Linked DNA regions of Zea mays: region 2 is linked to region 1. Evidence: chromatin contacts called from public Hi-C data. All regions are on one chromosome and are shown on one strand. The core of a region is the stretch at or near the end of the contact, and the rest is flanking DNA. Distances in the headings are between cores, read along the strand shown. Region 1 holds the start of LOC100501140 (AUGMIN subunit 5). Region 2 holds the start of LOC100283225.

Evidence for each region. A called contact is a pair of places that touch in the nucleus more often than the background predicts.
Region 2: a Hi-C map of ear shows a contact between it and region 1, with 2.2 times the contacts expected there. The contact joins the promoter of LOC100283225 here to the promoter of LOC100501140 in region 1. A contact is called at or near these places in 2 of 25 Hi-C or Micro-C datasets (ear and tassel).

The regions. Positions count from the first base shown.
Region 1 is chr2:183,591,581-183,595,275 of Zm-B73-REFERENCE-NAM-5.0, forward strand. LOC100501140 (AUGMIN subunit 5) reads right to left here and starts at 1,739. Exons shown (of 10, transcript NM_001195943.1): 1 at 1,160-1,739; 2 at 1-342. The coding sequence starts at 1,611.
Region 2 is chr2:183,877,629-183,881,323 of Zm-B73-REFERENCE-NAM-5.0, forward strand. LOC100283225 reads left to right here and starts at 1,879. Exons shown (of 7, transcript NM_001156127.2): 1 at 1,879-2,174; 2 at 3,568-3,695. The coding sequence starts at 2,099. LOC103647399 reads left to right here. Exons shown (of 4, transcript XM_008671942.2): 2 at 1-877; 3 at 951-1,193; 4 at 1,269-1,596. The coding sequence ends at 1,386.

The DNA of each region.
Region 1 (3,695 bases), core at 489-2,988:
TTAATGCCACACCCTTCAAATGCCGGGAATGAACTTCGAATTGTTTCAATCATATCCGCAGCAAGAGTTTCACATGCCTTCCGAATGCTCCTTTCACCTGCAGTTTCTAAAAGATCCTCTGGCAATCTATTGCTTTTGATAGTCGATGGGTAAAGATCATCTCTATCACTCTGCAATTGCATATCCACAAGAGCACCTGTAGCTCCAGCCACGCCTATACTTGATCTTCGCACGTCCCTTGCTTGGTTAACGAACTGATGTAGCCGGCGCTGGTATTCAGCAAATATTTTGTGCGCTTCATCGCATTGCTGTTCATATGCTTGGAGCATAACTTGCTTGTGCCTATTTTTAATTTTTTAAAAAAAATGTCAATTGTTGTAGATCTGCTACAAGCACACCATCACCACTTGGCACAATTTATATAAAGAAATAAGTGAAATTGCAAAGGATGGCGGGAGAAACACAAATGCAGTATCAGTATCACTTATTGTTTTCAAATAGATCATGTTAATGCTGACCATAAAACAACTATACCACCAACATTGACGCCGACTGCCTCTGTGTGTGAGCTCAACGGCCTTTTAACATGCTAGGAGTTGGGTATGACTTCTCATATGTCAGCAGGCTTACTACTAAGAATTTCATGGCTTATTAATGCAACAAGCCAACAAACACATAGAAATATGAATTTATTAGCACTTAAAAACTTTCAAAGGGATTGTCATCAGATGTTGGTATATGCACAAACACTGATTCCAGATGTAGACAATTGATAGGAATAGGAATATAAAGATAGTATTTGTTTTTTTACTAATGAAGGAACATCAAACTGAGTAGATTGTATAGATGGCGTTTTACTATGTGCCATCTTCTGGATTTCATATATCTGAAAACCCCTTTGTTCACACAAAAGTATAGTCCGTTCACAGCAAAGTATATTCCTATCAAACTAGGATTAACAATGATGTCAGCTTCCAAGCAATCATATCAATACAACGTGCACCATTATTTTTATTAGTGGAATAGTTACAGCCAGGAGCACCTACATCTTTTGTGCCATTTCTGAGAAGATTTTGTAAGCCCCAAAACTGAATACAAGGATGTAGCAACAATTAAATCGCCTAGAAGAACCCCACAATTCTGCTATAGTTTCAGGTACCTGGCATTGGAGCGCTCACCGAGGACGCGCTTGCGCTCCGCCTCCTCCCTGGCGACCTCCGCGATGCGCGCGCGAAGCTCCTTGCGCTGCCTCCTCACGATCCCACGCAACCGCTCGGCCTCCTCAGCGGCGAGGTCCCGCTCCCTCGCCTCGGCCTCCCTGGCCGCAGCGTCACCCGCGCCCGCCCCCATCGCTCCGCCCTCCCGCGCCCGCCGGGCCGCGACGCCGTGGACGAGGATATTGCGGCGCGCGGTGGCGACGGTTCGCTCGGAGCGGACGCGGCGGAGCAGGAAGGACCAGACGGGGATCATGTTGCCCCGGCAGATCTTGCGGAGCTGATCCGGTGCAGGAGGGGCCGAGGGGTACCCCATCTCGTCCTGCAGCCACTCGATGATGGCATCCGGGGAGACGCCTCCGGGGCCGCTACCCCCCGAGACGGAGGACGCGGGCATCGCTGCCGGCGGTCGCGCAAACCCTAGCCACGCGGCGCTCGATCTGGGGAGAGGGGATTGGGGTAGGGGAGGGTGGCTAGTGGCGGTAGAGGGAGGGAGTGCGAATGTTTTTTTGAAACTTTCTTGTGGGTTTGCGTTGGATCTGTCCGCTTGAACGGCGCTGGCCGGCTGTTTGCCAGTCGAGGTCGAGGACGGCCGTTGCGGGTGAGAGCCCTGTGTGAGTGTCAGTGTCGCTGCCGTGTGTCAGTGGACCATGGCACCTCTCTTTATTTTCTAGACAATTCAGAAATTATACTAATCCATTTTCATTTGGATATATTGAAGATATTAAAATTAAATTAGATCAAATATCAAATCTGTTAGTATTGGAAGTGAGTTTCAAATCATTTTTGTTTGAATGTATATGACTTACCATTCCATCCAATACCTAGAGTTTTGGCTCTGAATTAGACACTTTTTAGTTCAAGTACAATTCCAAAGAATTGAGCTTTAATTTCAGCTCTGAATTCTTTAGTAAGCCAAAAACAGGAATTCAGAATTCATGATTCCAATTCCCAATTTCATTATTAAATATCTACATCCAAACAGGGTATTATGTGTCACTAGATCCACATGTCATACATAAAAAAAATATCTCCTAAATATTATTCAATGACACATAAGTGACGAATATAAAATCCAATGGCATCTAGAAGATTTTTCTACGGGTGTCGGCTCTTCAATGGGTCTCTATCCTCGACAAAAGAAACATTATCACATTATTTTATATGACATTAACGGACACACTACATCCAATAACAATACATCACAAATAAATCTAAGAAAAAACATTATAATCATTCAAAACAATAAAAAAAGTAACACGTGGACTGGTGGGCAGGACAGCTGGTGGCTGATCGTTTAGGTTGTGTGGATGGGTGCTTAAAAGAGTTGTGAGATGTAGGATTAGTTGTTGGGCATATGGTATATTGGGCTGCACAGTGATTTTACTGCGTAAATTTTACCCATACGTATCTGGTTTGGATTATGCTTTTCCATACTCATACCCACCATATCCAATATGTGAATAATTTCTCCTAAATTTATATCCATGGGGATTAAAATCTTCACATACTCTAAGCTTAATAGAGGAATTATACATGGATTAACGGGTATCGGGTCTGCATTGGCACCTCTAAGTATACCTAACTCTCTAGTGATACACACCATCGGCAAAATCTACCCTCTTCTTTCCAAGATTATTGTTAAAGGGTGTTTGGTTCTGGGGACTAAAGTTTAGGCCCCTTTGAAATGTAGAAATTCTAAAGAAATCATACAGGAATTATTTATTTTTTAGGAAAAACATAGGAAATAACATTCCAAATAGGGCCTTAGTACGTATCACATGACATGTTTGAAAAGTTATTACGAGTATTAAATAGTCTAATTATAAAATTAATTACATAGGTGGAGACTAAACAATGAGATAAATTTATTAAGCCTAATTAATACACGGTTAGCAAATGTTTACTGTAGCATTATATGATCAAATCATAAACTAGTTAGGTTTAATAAATTTATCTTATCATTTAGTCATCATTTGTGTAATTAGATTTATAATTACATAATATTTAATATTTATGACCGGCATTCAAACATCCGATATGATATGGACTAAATTTTAATCTCTACTACTTATAAGTTAGCAATAGTAGTCTGCCTTTTTGTGTTCTGCCATTTTGCGATCTCAGCCGTCCATTCTACCTTTCTACAATCTCAGCCGTCCAATCCCGCACACCAGTTTTCCGCGCGCAGAAAAAAAATCAAACTGTGGCTGCCTAGGGATCGAACCTTGGATCTATTAAGTAGAATGCATAGCCTTCCACCCTCTACCAACATGACTCATGTTGAATTGTGTACAACTTCAACTAAAACGTCTTTTGTGTTTAACCCACCGTCCACTCTGTATGCTAACTGAGTCTAGAAAAACATTTATAGCTTGGCCCCTGATCTTTCTGGAATTTGGGACGCAGTCCAGGAAAATAAAGAAAATAGGGAAAACGAGTTTAGAAATTGATTTTTAGTTTAAAAATAATTGCAGAAAC
Region 2 (3,695 bases), core at 629-3,128, 290 kb after region 1:
AAGTTGTGGAAGCTTCCCCAGATGTAAAGAAATGGCTAGATACTTACCACAAGCTGAAATGGAGGAGGAGTCAGTTTAATCCTGCCATCAAGTGTGATTATGTCACCAACAATCTAGCTGAAGTCTTCAACAACTGGATTAAAGATTGGAAGGACCTTCCAGTTGTTGAGCTTGCAGACAAGTGTAGGGAGATGATAATGGTGTTGTGGGAGAAAAGGAGAAGAATTGGAGATAAACTTAATGGGAAGATCTTACCTGCTGTTTTACAACAATTGAAGGCAAGGACCAGAGGCCTAGGGCATCTATCAGTGACAAAGGCTGGTTTTTTCTCTGCACAGGTTGAGGACAACACAAACACTCACAACAGACATGTAGTGAAGTCATACTTGCATGAGTGTACATGCCTAGAGTGGCAGCACACCGGCAAACCTTGTCCACATGCATTGGCTTTGATTACAGCACAGGAGAGTGTGGATGTCGAATTGGAAGATTTTGTGCATGAATTCTACTCTGTACAAAGGTTCAAAAATGCATATAAGAGAATAATTGAACCACTACCTGATAAGTCTCAATGGCCAACAGTGGATCTGCCCTATGCGGTTGCTGCACCACTTGACAAGAGAGGTAAAGGAAGGTATAAGAAACTAAGAATTAAGAGTTGTTTGGAAGGTGGGAATAGCAAAGGGAAAAAAGTAGCTACAGAGAAAGGCAAGGAAGCTGACAAGAATGCAGTACTAGAAGCTGACATGGAGGGTTCAAACCAATCTGAGAAGGGGAAAAGGAAGATGATTAGAGGCAAAAGAAAGTGCAAAAGATGTGGAGAATTAGGTCACAGTGAAACTAGCTACAAGTGCCCATTGAACGGAACAAAGAAAAGGTAAGTGATGAAATGTCTAATTTGAACGTGTGCACTGTTATATTTGTATCTAACTGTGCTGTCCAACTTGTAGGAAGAGAAAGCCTCGCATGAATAGAACAAAGTATGGGGATAATGCCAAAATCCCCAAAACTCGACTTCAACGAAGTGTCCAAGGTCAAGGTGCTGTCCAAGGTGAAGCTAATGTCGAACTTGAAAGTGTTCAAGATCATGGTGTTGTCCAAACTGAAGCTGATGTCCAACTCGAAGTTTCTCTTCCGGTTACACCAACAAGGGAGTCTATTTTACAGGACAGCCCAATCAGAGTCACTAGGAGGTAAACATATCATTACGATTATGTTGCATCAAGTCATTGTTGTCTCATTAAATTACTGGTCTTTATTTTTTTCAGTCGGCTTGCTATGCTACTGGGAGATGGACAGATTGATATCCAGTCACCTCCCAAGACTACAACTCCTAAGAAGATGCTAGTGAAGAAGCTCACACCAAGGAAGCTGAAGAAAATGTGACAAGATTGTAATAACCTGCTGATTTCTATGTTATCTAAGATTTTAGTAAGCTAGTGTTAGAAGTGAACCTTGTTATGCTATCAGATGAACTATATTTGGATGGATATCGTAGTTATTTTGAACCTTGTTATGCTATCAGATAAATTGTGTTCTTTCTGAAACTGTGTTCATTCAGTTAAGAATGGGAAACTGTGTTCTGAATTTCTTAAACTGTGTTCATTCAGTTAAGATCGACTACTTTTTCACTTTGATGTTTCCCTGCCCCTCGCTGTTCATTCAGTTCTGAATTTCTGGAGCTTGCCCTGGTGCGTGCGTGCTGGAGCTTGCCTGGTGCGTGCAGGAGCTTGCCTTGTGCTTGTCGTGGGAGAGGATGAGAGGAGGAGATAATGGCTGAGAGAACAGAGAGGAGCCTGGTTTGGTGTGGTGCGGTACAGAGAGGAGGAGAAAACGCGAGAGACAGAGAACAGAGAGGAGCTGTTTTAGTTTAGGGGTAAAATAGTCCAATTAGTTGATACTTTATCAAATAACCCCCTAAATGGCATTTTATCTGTAATCCAGTGTTTGAAAATGGCGTAATAACGAAGCGTGTTCTCATAATGGCATTCGAGCGAATCCGTAGTTTGATAATGGCATAAATCCAATTTTCTCCTCCACCGAGCCGGCCGAATCAAATCGAACCGCGGGCAGCGCGCACGCGCAGCGACTGCCGGCGATGGCGAGCCTCACCCTGCCGCCGGCGCCCCCCAACCCACGCCAGGACGCCATCGACCTCCACAAGGCCTTCAAAGGTGCGCGCTACTTTCCCCTCGGGTTCCAGCTCAAATTTCCGTCTGCCCCACGTTTCGTCGGGGTCCGCCACGGCTCTGTTGTTCGGTTTTCGTTTTCGGTCACATATCGTGGCTGAATGAACAGGGGATTATGCTAATTGATACGGGGGCGGAAAGCGCCGTTGTTATTTGGTTGCGTGGCGGTTGCCTTCCGCGCATGCGATTTCGGGGATGTGTCCGGGAGCTGGACGAAGCTAGAGTAGCAGAGTTCGCTGTTCCAGGGGGCTGGCTGGACTGAGTTCAGATGGCAGATGGGCAGGTGGTCGAGGAGGGTTCTGGTTATTAGAGGCTTTACATAGGCTACTCCCTATTTCACCTCTTTATCTCACTCCCTACTTCAAACAGCCTTCCCATTCCACCTCTTCTTATCTCACCCCTACTCCAAACTCAACTGTGCAGTCTACAGTGTTTTACACGGCCACACGCTACGCTGAGTACGGATGAAGTTATTGCGGTGATCAAGACATTTTTTTTGTTTTATCTGCCTACAACTACAATTTGAGGTCAAGTGTGTAGTGGATTAATATAAGGGCAATCCACGTGTGAGTTCCAGCCTTGAATAGTCTGTTCTTGGGTCAACTAGCACAATTCTGTTAGTGTAGGCGCCATAGACCATATGTCTATTAGTATACAGTGGCTGAGTGAAATGCATAGTAACTATAAGGCTCACATATAAGTTTCACATATATTAGAATTTCTTTTTAAAGAAAGCATGGTGTTGTTTTACATGCTCTAATATTTATGACTAAACAATATCTTAAGAGTGCACCGCACCAACTGCCCAAACAAAAGACAAAAAACCAGTTCAACTGCTTCTAGACTTGGAGGAATTTATTTGTTACTGACATGTATAACCCCTCTGCTCTTTTCTGTTTAGGGCTTATTTTGATTCTTGGCTAGTTGCGCCATAATTTGTCTTAGATTAGTCGGCCAAATTAAAGAACTAACCTTAGGGAAAAAAAGTTAGGCAAACTAGGACAAACTAGGGAGGGCGCGAACCAAACAGACCCTTAGTATTTTTGACATTTTATGGCTTAGAGATGTGAATTTTACCATTATTGTAACTTTATATAAAAATGTGATTATGTGATCTCTTATATTTTTATCAACAAGATTCAAAATTGTTGTTTACAGTGAGTTTGGTTTGATATGCTTGAATGGCGACAACTGCTGTCTACAAGTTAGCATGAATTGTTGAACTTAGACATGTAATTGATTTCCAGTAATTGAGTGTTGTGCATGCTTTTATGCTTTTACTTAAATATCAAAGCCTTTTCCCATTACTGACTTGCAGGAGGTGGTCACTAAACACACTGACTTTCTTTATATTGTGCCTTGGTTGATGGTTGTCCAGGGTTTGGATGTGACAGTACAACAGTGATAAACATACTTACTCATCGCGATTCGGTGCAGCGTGGACTCATTCAACAGGAATACAGGGCTATGTATCATGAGGAACTCTCCCACCGTATTTCATCTGAA